Regions from separate parts of the Drosophila melanogaster genome. Here region 2 is linked to region 1. A link is a contact called in public targeted proximity ligation data. All regions are on one chromosome and are shown on one strand. The core of a region is the stretch at or near the end of the contact, and the rest is flanking DNA. Distances in the headings are between cores, read along the strand shown. Region 1 holds the start of rogdi (rogdi,). Region 2 holds the start of blot (bloated tubules).

The links.
Region 2: a contact with region 1 is called in a targeted proximity ligation map of the Kc167 cell line, with 8 times the contacts expected there. A contact is called at or near these places in 19 of 107 Hi-C or Micro-C datasets (the Clone 8 cell line, the D17-c3 cell line, the Kc167 cell line and 9 more) and 3 of 7 datasets of targeted methods (the Kc167 cell line and the S2 cell line).

The regions. Positions count from the first base shown.
Region 1 is chr3L:17,047,557-17,051,291 of dm6, reverse strand. It overlaps rogdi (rogdi,), which reads right to left and starts at 1,780. Exons shown (of 8, transcript NM_168717.2): 1 at 1,555-1,780; 2 at 655-779. The coding sequence starts at 1,565. TpnC73F (Troponin C at 73F) reads right to left here. Exons shown (of 5, transcript NM_001300162.1): 4 at 3,691-3,735; 5 at 2,902-3,327. The coding sequence ends at 3,299.
Region 2 is chr3L:17,419,802-17,423,536 of dm6, reverse strand. blot (bloated tubules) reads left to right here and starts at 2,023. Exons shown (of 6, transcript NM_170636.2): 1 at 2,023-2,183. Sec3 (Secretory 3) reads left to right here. Exons shown (of 6, transcript NM_140719.4): 4 at 1-439; 5 at 496-1,003; 6 at 1,082-1,750. The coding sequence ends at 1,429.

The DNA.
Region 1 (3,735 bases), core at 531-3,030:
TTGTTTAATTGAACGGCAGGGTTGCCAGGTGCGCAGCAGGCGCGCAAACAGCGCAAAATCCTACAAAAATACCGCTTTAATACTAAACTGGTCGCCATGGGCGCGTTATTCAAAATTTATTGATCGTCTGTTGAGAACAATTGTTCTAAGCGGATATTGTCATCGAGCTCAAATATTTGGGTTATCATATGCTTCTCTAAGTGCTCACTTACAATCACAATAAACCACAAAGTGCGAAAACAATAATTTCTTAACTAAAGTTCTTAAAAAAACCGCGTTGTTTCGAAATCAAGTTTAAGTCTAATATAAAATTGCTAAAATAGTATTTTTATAAAAACAAAAGCATTCAGTCAACAGCCTTGGGTACACTGCTTGAAGTACTGCTTGGCGTAACAGTGAGCTGTTAGCTTATCGCTGTTATATCATTTAAATGTTGAAAAAGAGCGAAAATTAGCAAAAATTAAACGATGATGACTGAAAGTGCAGTAATAACAAAAAGAATTCCATCATTTAAATTCCTAACAAGATTTATATCTAGCTAAACCACAATATACCCTAATAATACTCCTCCCGTTCACTAATCTCTGCTAACTTCGAAGAGCACTGCTTGCCTGGGCGCCAAATTCAAATGGCAATGCGATAAGCTTAACTTACGTTTTCTCGTGGGCGGGGGCGTGGTGAGCACGGCGGTTTCCGGCACCGTGTTGAGGACATGCTGAGGATATCCGCTGGTGCTCCGCTGGCGATGGAGTGGCTGGAACGACCAGTTGTTCGTGGTACTTCGAGGCGAAAAGAAAACAGATAAACATTCGAGTTAGTTAGTCGCGAATTACACGCGATTTGTTTGCCCATTCGGTTCGGCCAATTGTGCTTTTCGTTATCATGTTTGCGACCGATTTTGGCTTGATTTGATTCAAAGTCAAGTGCTAATTGGTGGGCCCATTGTTGTGACTCACGTCACAGCCAGCTGACGTCGGCGTCTGGTTTCTGCCGCTGGGCTGCAGAATTTTCCCGTATAGCCAGCTAAAAAATAAAAACCCCTTCAAACTCAACTGCAGCGCGTGTCGCCGGCGAACGGGTGGCGTTGGCTTTTGTTTTCAATCATGGCCTTTTGTAATGGCCACGAAAAAAAAGCGCTTATCAAGCGAACTCAAGATACTCGAAGCAGCACTATTCTCACACACAAGCACCAATTTACAAATGGCTTTATCTATCAGGGTCCAATTTTGTTTTATAATTTATTTGATAAGCCAATGTCAAGTGAAATTAAAAGGCCAAGGGAAGGGCAGGGAATGGCATGGTGTCGATGAAAGGTAGGGGCTCCTAAAAAACTTTATGCCATCATAAATTTTTATTGGCATGACCATTGGCTGCGGCTTTGCCGCTTTTAACACGTTCACATTTCGGATTCTCAATTCTTGATTCTTGGCCACAAACACACAAACACACACACACGCACACGCACGGCGAGTAGGCAAATATAAGCCAAAATAAACAACATTTTGTTAATGCTATTATATAAATAACGGTATAGCCAGTGCTTGCTTTCTTTACCTCTGCGCCATTCTGGATAAATATATATATATATATATATTTCTTTATCAATCGCGAACCGCAATATCACGAGACTCAGCGTCGCAGGGCGGATAGCTTACTTCACTTTGGTTAAGTTGGGGTTGCGTTAGGAAGAGCAGCCCCCCAAAAAAAAAAACAAGCGTCGGTAGCGGTACGTAGCAGCGGTACGACGTTCGACGATCGACGCCCAGCGCTCAACTCAGCGGTATAGCATACCATCCAAATGACGAGGCCAATGCTCGTTGTAGTTAACGTTAACGTGGTTAAGACGGAGCTTTCGGCCAGGCAGCTTTCTTTGGCCGGATCGAAGCTACAAGAGGCCAACTCGCTGCTCAGCTGTTGGTAAGAGCATAACATTTACTTGTTAACAAAAATGGGGCATTGAAATGTGGGACACTGCAAAATTGATTAAAAACTTGGGGCTTAGGTGCTTAGAAAATATACTAAACACTATTTAAACGAAATAAATAACAATATGTGGATATATATTAAATTGTAAATATGTTTATAGAAACTGTAGAATAAAATCAATGTAACTTATTCACAAAACTCATACTAGTTACTGAGAAAAAACAATGATGATCTTTAACTTACTTTTTTGTATATGATCATAAGTTCGACTTCTCTATTGTTTAGTATTTTTTTTTTTAAGCTGTCTATACTAATCACTAACTTAACGAACAAATCTATTGCCATAAACTACATTTTCTTAATTAACAAAATTTTTTTATATTTGAAATATAATTATAAAAACTCTTTCACTGGGCGTTTCTTGAGCGCTTGCAGTTTATAAATAGTTGTATTATTTTAACTTGAAATTCAAGTACCATTTATAAAATTCCTTAGCATTAGAAGACAATACAAATCTGCGCTAAAAATAAGCAAACTGTTTGTATTGATTTTATAGCTCACTTGTTTTGCTCAAAAGGTATGTACACTATATATATAATCGAGTATCAAAATTGGCGGTTTTGTTTATCCTTGGGCAGAAGGAAACCCTAATCCGACAACAAAATAATATAAGCAATAATTTGTCGCTGTGAAGAAAGCTAATGACTAATTGGCTAGCCATTAATTTTAAGTTTTGCTGCTCGGCAAAAAGTATAAATAAGTGAAAGTATAAATAACACTCATATAAGGAAAATAAACTCAGAAGTGCTGGGAAATCCTCTATATATTTCAAGACTGATTAAGATTTATGGCATTTCTCCAGTGCTCAAAGTACATTCTATTTGTTCGCATTATCAAAGCGAAATATATGGACGTGTTTGTTTGGCGGCAAAAAATAATCCATAAACAAATGAAAACAAGAGTGAATTGTTTTTTGGTTTTTTTTTTTCATTTTTTTTTTTTGCCATGGCATAACATTTATTTTTTCGCATACACAGTATTCCGTTGCTTCTTTTAGTATAAAAAAGTAGTACAAAAGTTCTATTTCTACTCGTGTTTGGCATTGTCAAACTGAAGTACGTGGATTTGTTTGCTCCGCGAAACAAAAACAAAAAAAATGGTAAAATGGTTGGGGCAAAATGCAAATAAAAAGCGAAACAAGTGTGCAAACAGGAGCAAACAAACGTGTGTCCAACAGGTGTGCGTGTGCGTCTGTGTGTGTGTGTAGAGTGTGCATGTGTGTGTTGTTTTTTTTTTCTGGGAGGGTGGGAAAGTGGGTGGTGTTTTCCAGGGTGGGTTGGCGGTTGGTGGGTGGCAGACGCATTGCGTTTATTTACTCGCCAGTCATCATCTCCATGAATTCTGTAAATTAAACAAAATGACAGACATTAAACCGATGCCATCGCGCCAGAGCAACCGCTATATGCATTTATAAATAAATATTCCATAAACACGAAAACAAAATGTAAATATGTACGTTATTCCGAGAATGAAAAATGCGTGTGGTGGAATCGAATTTGTGTGTCGCGCCCAAAAATAGCCAACGATATGCTCCTCCATGGGAGCGTTGATCACATCAAGCTGTCATAATCGAGCGATCTCAAGATCATCGAAATTTATGATCACTATACATATATATGTATGTATGCATGTGGGTGGATATGGATATGGATGTGAATGGAAAGCCACTAGAATGTATTAATATCAAACGGAATGGGCACTCACCATCGAAATCCACTGTACCGGAGCCATCGGAATCGATCTCCTCGA
Region 2 (3,735 bases), core at 774-3,273, 370 kb before region 1:
ATCTGGACATGTCTACGTCTTCAAGAAAGTCCGCAGTTTCCACAATACCTTATGGCACACTGGGAATCAACAGGGATCAGTGGGGTCCCGGTGTAGAGACAGCGGATCGAATGCGTTTTGATGCATTGTTGGAAAAGGTTCTAGCTGAGCTGGAACCCATCGCCCTGCAGGAACAGCTTTTCTGCATCAACTTTTTTCAGATGGACGTTATTAGTCCAACGACAAAGAACACACAGACTACGTTGGAGATGGAAAAGGCGGTGGATATGACACAGTCAATCATATCAGGAGCGGTTTCGCCATCAGGTGATGGTGTTCCGCAGAAGCGGATTGACCGTCAAATTAACGAAGATGTGCGTAAACTGATGATGGGCCTTTTCGGTTGCCTAGAACCAGAGCTAGTTAGCTTCATCCAGAGCTTTGAGCGTGTAGACAGCTTGTAAGTAAACAATATAGTAATGGAGTAAGGAGTAATTAACAAATTTGTTTTCGTAGCTACTCTCTGTACGTTTTTGTGCGACTTACGCAGCACGTCATGTCCGCCCAGGACACACATTCCTTTCTTAGCATGACCTTCGCTTCCGCCTTGGTGCAGGTGAAGCGGAGCTTCGACCGCTTTATGCAGAACCAACTACTGTCTATCCGGGAGGCAAAGCTGCACAAACGTTCTAAGGCCATTCTGCCGTATGTGGAAAACTTTGAAAACTTTGCCCAAACTGCAGAGGGCATATTTCGGAAATCGGATCGCCGAACGGACATGGAGAAGTGGTACTTGCAGCTGGTGAATGCCATATTTGAGGGCATCCAACTGCATTCGCAGGAGCACCCCAAGACACCAGTTCAGGTAGTGCGCATGGAGAACTACCACCACATGTACGCTTTGTTAGCCCAGCTCAAGGTTCCTGGTCTGGACGCCCTGAAAAAGGAGGCCAAGAAGTGTTATAACGATGCGCTAAAAGCGTATGTGACTCAGTACTTCGGCCGGCCGCTGGAGAAACTGAATGTAAGCCAAAGTCAATGACCTTCCAGAAGAAAAGATAAGTCGATCTTCATCTCATAAATTTCCGTTCTGCCTTTGCAGCAATTCTTCGAAGGCGTGCAACTTAAGGTGGCCCAGGGAGTCAAGGAAACGGAAATCAGCTACCAGATGGCATTCTCCAAGCAGGAACTCCGCAAGGTGATCGCTCAGTATCCTGCACGAGAGGTGAAGAAAGGACTGGAGAACCTATATAAGAAGGTGGAAAAGCACCTGAGCGAGGAGGAGAATCTGCTGCAAGTGGTATGGCATGCCATGCAGGAGGAGTTCATTGCCCAGTATAATTACCTGGAGGAGCGCATCCAAAAGTGCTACGCCGGCGCCATGATCAACCTGGAGTTCAACATTCAGGACATACTCGCCTTCTTCTCGGACATAGCGCGCTCCCACTGATCTAGGGATTGGAATCTGAAAGTCAGGGAGCGGTTCAACCGGGTTTTATTTTTAAGTGCAATAGTATTTAAAGCGCTGTTTCTGCTGATTGCAAAATATATGGCGCGTATATTTAAACAGATGTGGATCTGCGAATGTTCGAAACGTCCAAGAGAGAGGGATCGCGTAGTGAAAAATCAACGAGACTAGGCCTTAAAGGGAACTTTTCAACAGCTAGCCATTGAAGTTGATTATTGTATAAGTTCTAAGCTAAAATTACATAGCCAATACTCAACTTTTGTCCAAGAATGCGAGTAAACTAAATTTTATATATAAAAATGTAGAATTTCTAGAGATCTTACTTGATCTTTAGTACGTCAGCTTTTAAAAATCACAGATAGAAGTTTGACTTTTTGTATTTATACTTTTATAGTATAACTCTAATTTACTACCGTGCACATTCAAACAGCCTCCTAAGGTCAAAGAGAGCTCTTCAAGATCAAAAGAGATAGATCATAGCCTAAAGAGAGAGAGAGAGAGAGAGAGTGCTCGAAGAGTGAGCTTTCCGGGGTGGCTTTTCGTTCGCCAGCCGTTGGAGTTCGGGCTGGTGCTCCCAGTCAAGCCGCGCGACTCTTTCGCATCGGTTGTCGCCTGTCCGCGTGATTTACCCAACTGCAGTATAAGCATTTTATTTCGTGTATTTTAAATTGTTCTAGCCGTACGTGTTTCCGTGTGTGCTCATGTGCCGTGTTGATAACTCCGTGAAATGCAAATGGTAATTGCAAATGGCAAATGGCAAACGGAAAATGGAAGAAGCCGCAACGACTTGCGACTGAATGTGGTGCATATTTTATGAAGCTCCGACAGGGAGAACAAAAAGTTAGACTACCGCCGAACCGATCCGATCCGAACTGATCCTCCCTCCTGTCTGGGCTGTCCCATAAACATGGCCACCATAGCGACCCGTCCGACCAGTTTCGTGCTGTTGTGCGGTTGTCGCTCCTGACTCGGTTCTCCCTACCTTCCCGTGACCCCCATCCCCATCCCCGTCTACATTCCCATTCCCATCTCCTCCAGCCGTTCCATTCCTTAGCTTACCTTAGCCTGTCTTGCCCTCCGCCTTGCATTTCTCATGCACACACGTTGCCCGCTTTTTGTGCTTTTCGTGCGCTCCCGTGCTCATGTTCTTCCACTTTTTCGGCAGCCTGTAGTACAGTGGATGCCGGTTAACGGAAGACATTTACATTTTAATGCATGTTCGACATGGAAAACTAATCGGATACGAAACGCATACAAAAAGACTATTCTTTTTAGGACCTTAATGAGATGCAGGAATACTGAGTCTTCAGACGGCTTTGGAAATTTAATAATATAGGTTTCTTAGATAATCATTTTAGTTTTCAAAATCAATAACTCTACTTCATTTTAGGTTCTTTCATAACAAGCTTATATCTACAATAGTTTGGGATCACTCGGCATAGCTCTTTGCGTTTTTCAAGCCAATTTCCACTGTTTTTCTTTCCTCGCAATTCCTCTTCAACACAACTGCCTTTTGTTTTAGCCTTAACTGGCGGTCATCACAGTTGCTCTTGCCGTACGTATATTTTAACGAAGTTTCGCTGAAACCTGGCCCACCTTGATAAGCACCTGGAAAGTCAGTTGGTCGCGATCGTCTGGCAAGTTCAATGCTATGATATTGGCGCTGCATTTTCGACTTCCGCTATAATTAGCTAGCTCAACTCTTTGGCCCTTCGATTTCGCAGACCACTGTACTTGTTTTGGAAGAAACGGATAAAGTGCGATAAGAGTGCAACTGTGTGAAGTGATTAAGTGGCAGAGTTATCTATGTCATCAGTAAATGTTGTAATCACCGAGATGATCTTGAGTCATGAAGATATCAGGGATGAGTGGCCTCCATGGCTTAGCAGCATGAACTTGTTAGCATGATAATTATCTTTAGAAAATGCGTAGGTTTGGAAATTCTTTCATTCATATCTTAGTTTTAGAAAGCTCGTATCTGGTTACCTCAATGCCAACTTTGAAATAAAATTTTGCAAATATGCATATTACTGAGTGCGCCAGCTGTATTCACTCAAAGTTTATGTATGAATGAATATAGTGTCAGATGTCATCATGAGCATGCGGCGATATCAAAGTTCTCTTTTGATATATGTACATATATATGCGAACCTTATTTAATTTCACTGATTGTCCCCATTGAAATGTTTATTTGCTTATTTTAATTGTCGTTCCACTTTATTGTTTGCAGGCAGGCTAAATATTTTTCTCACTTGATAACCGTAAAAAACCAATGTTCCACAACCCAT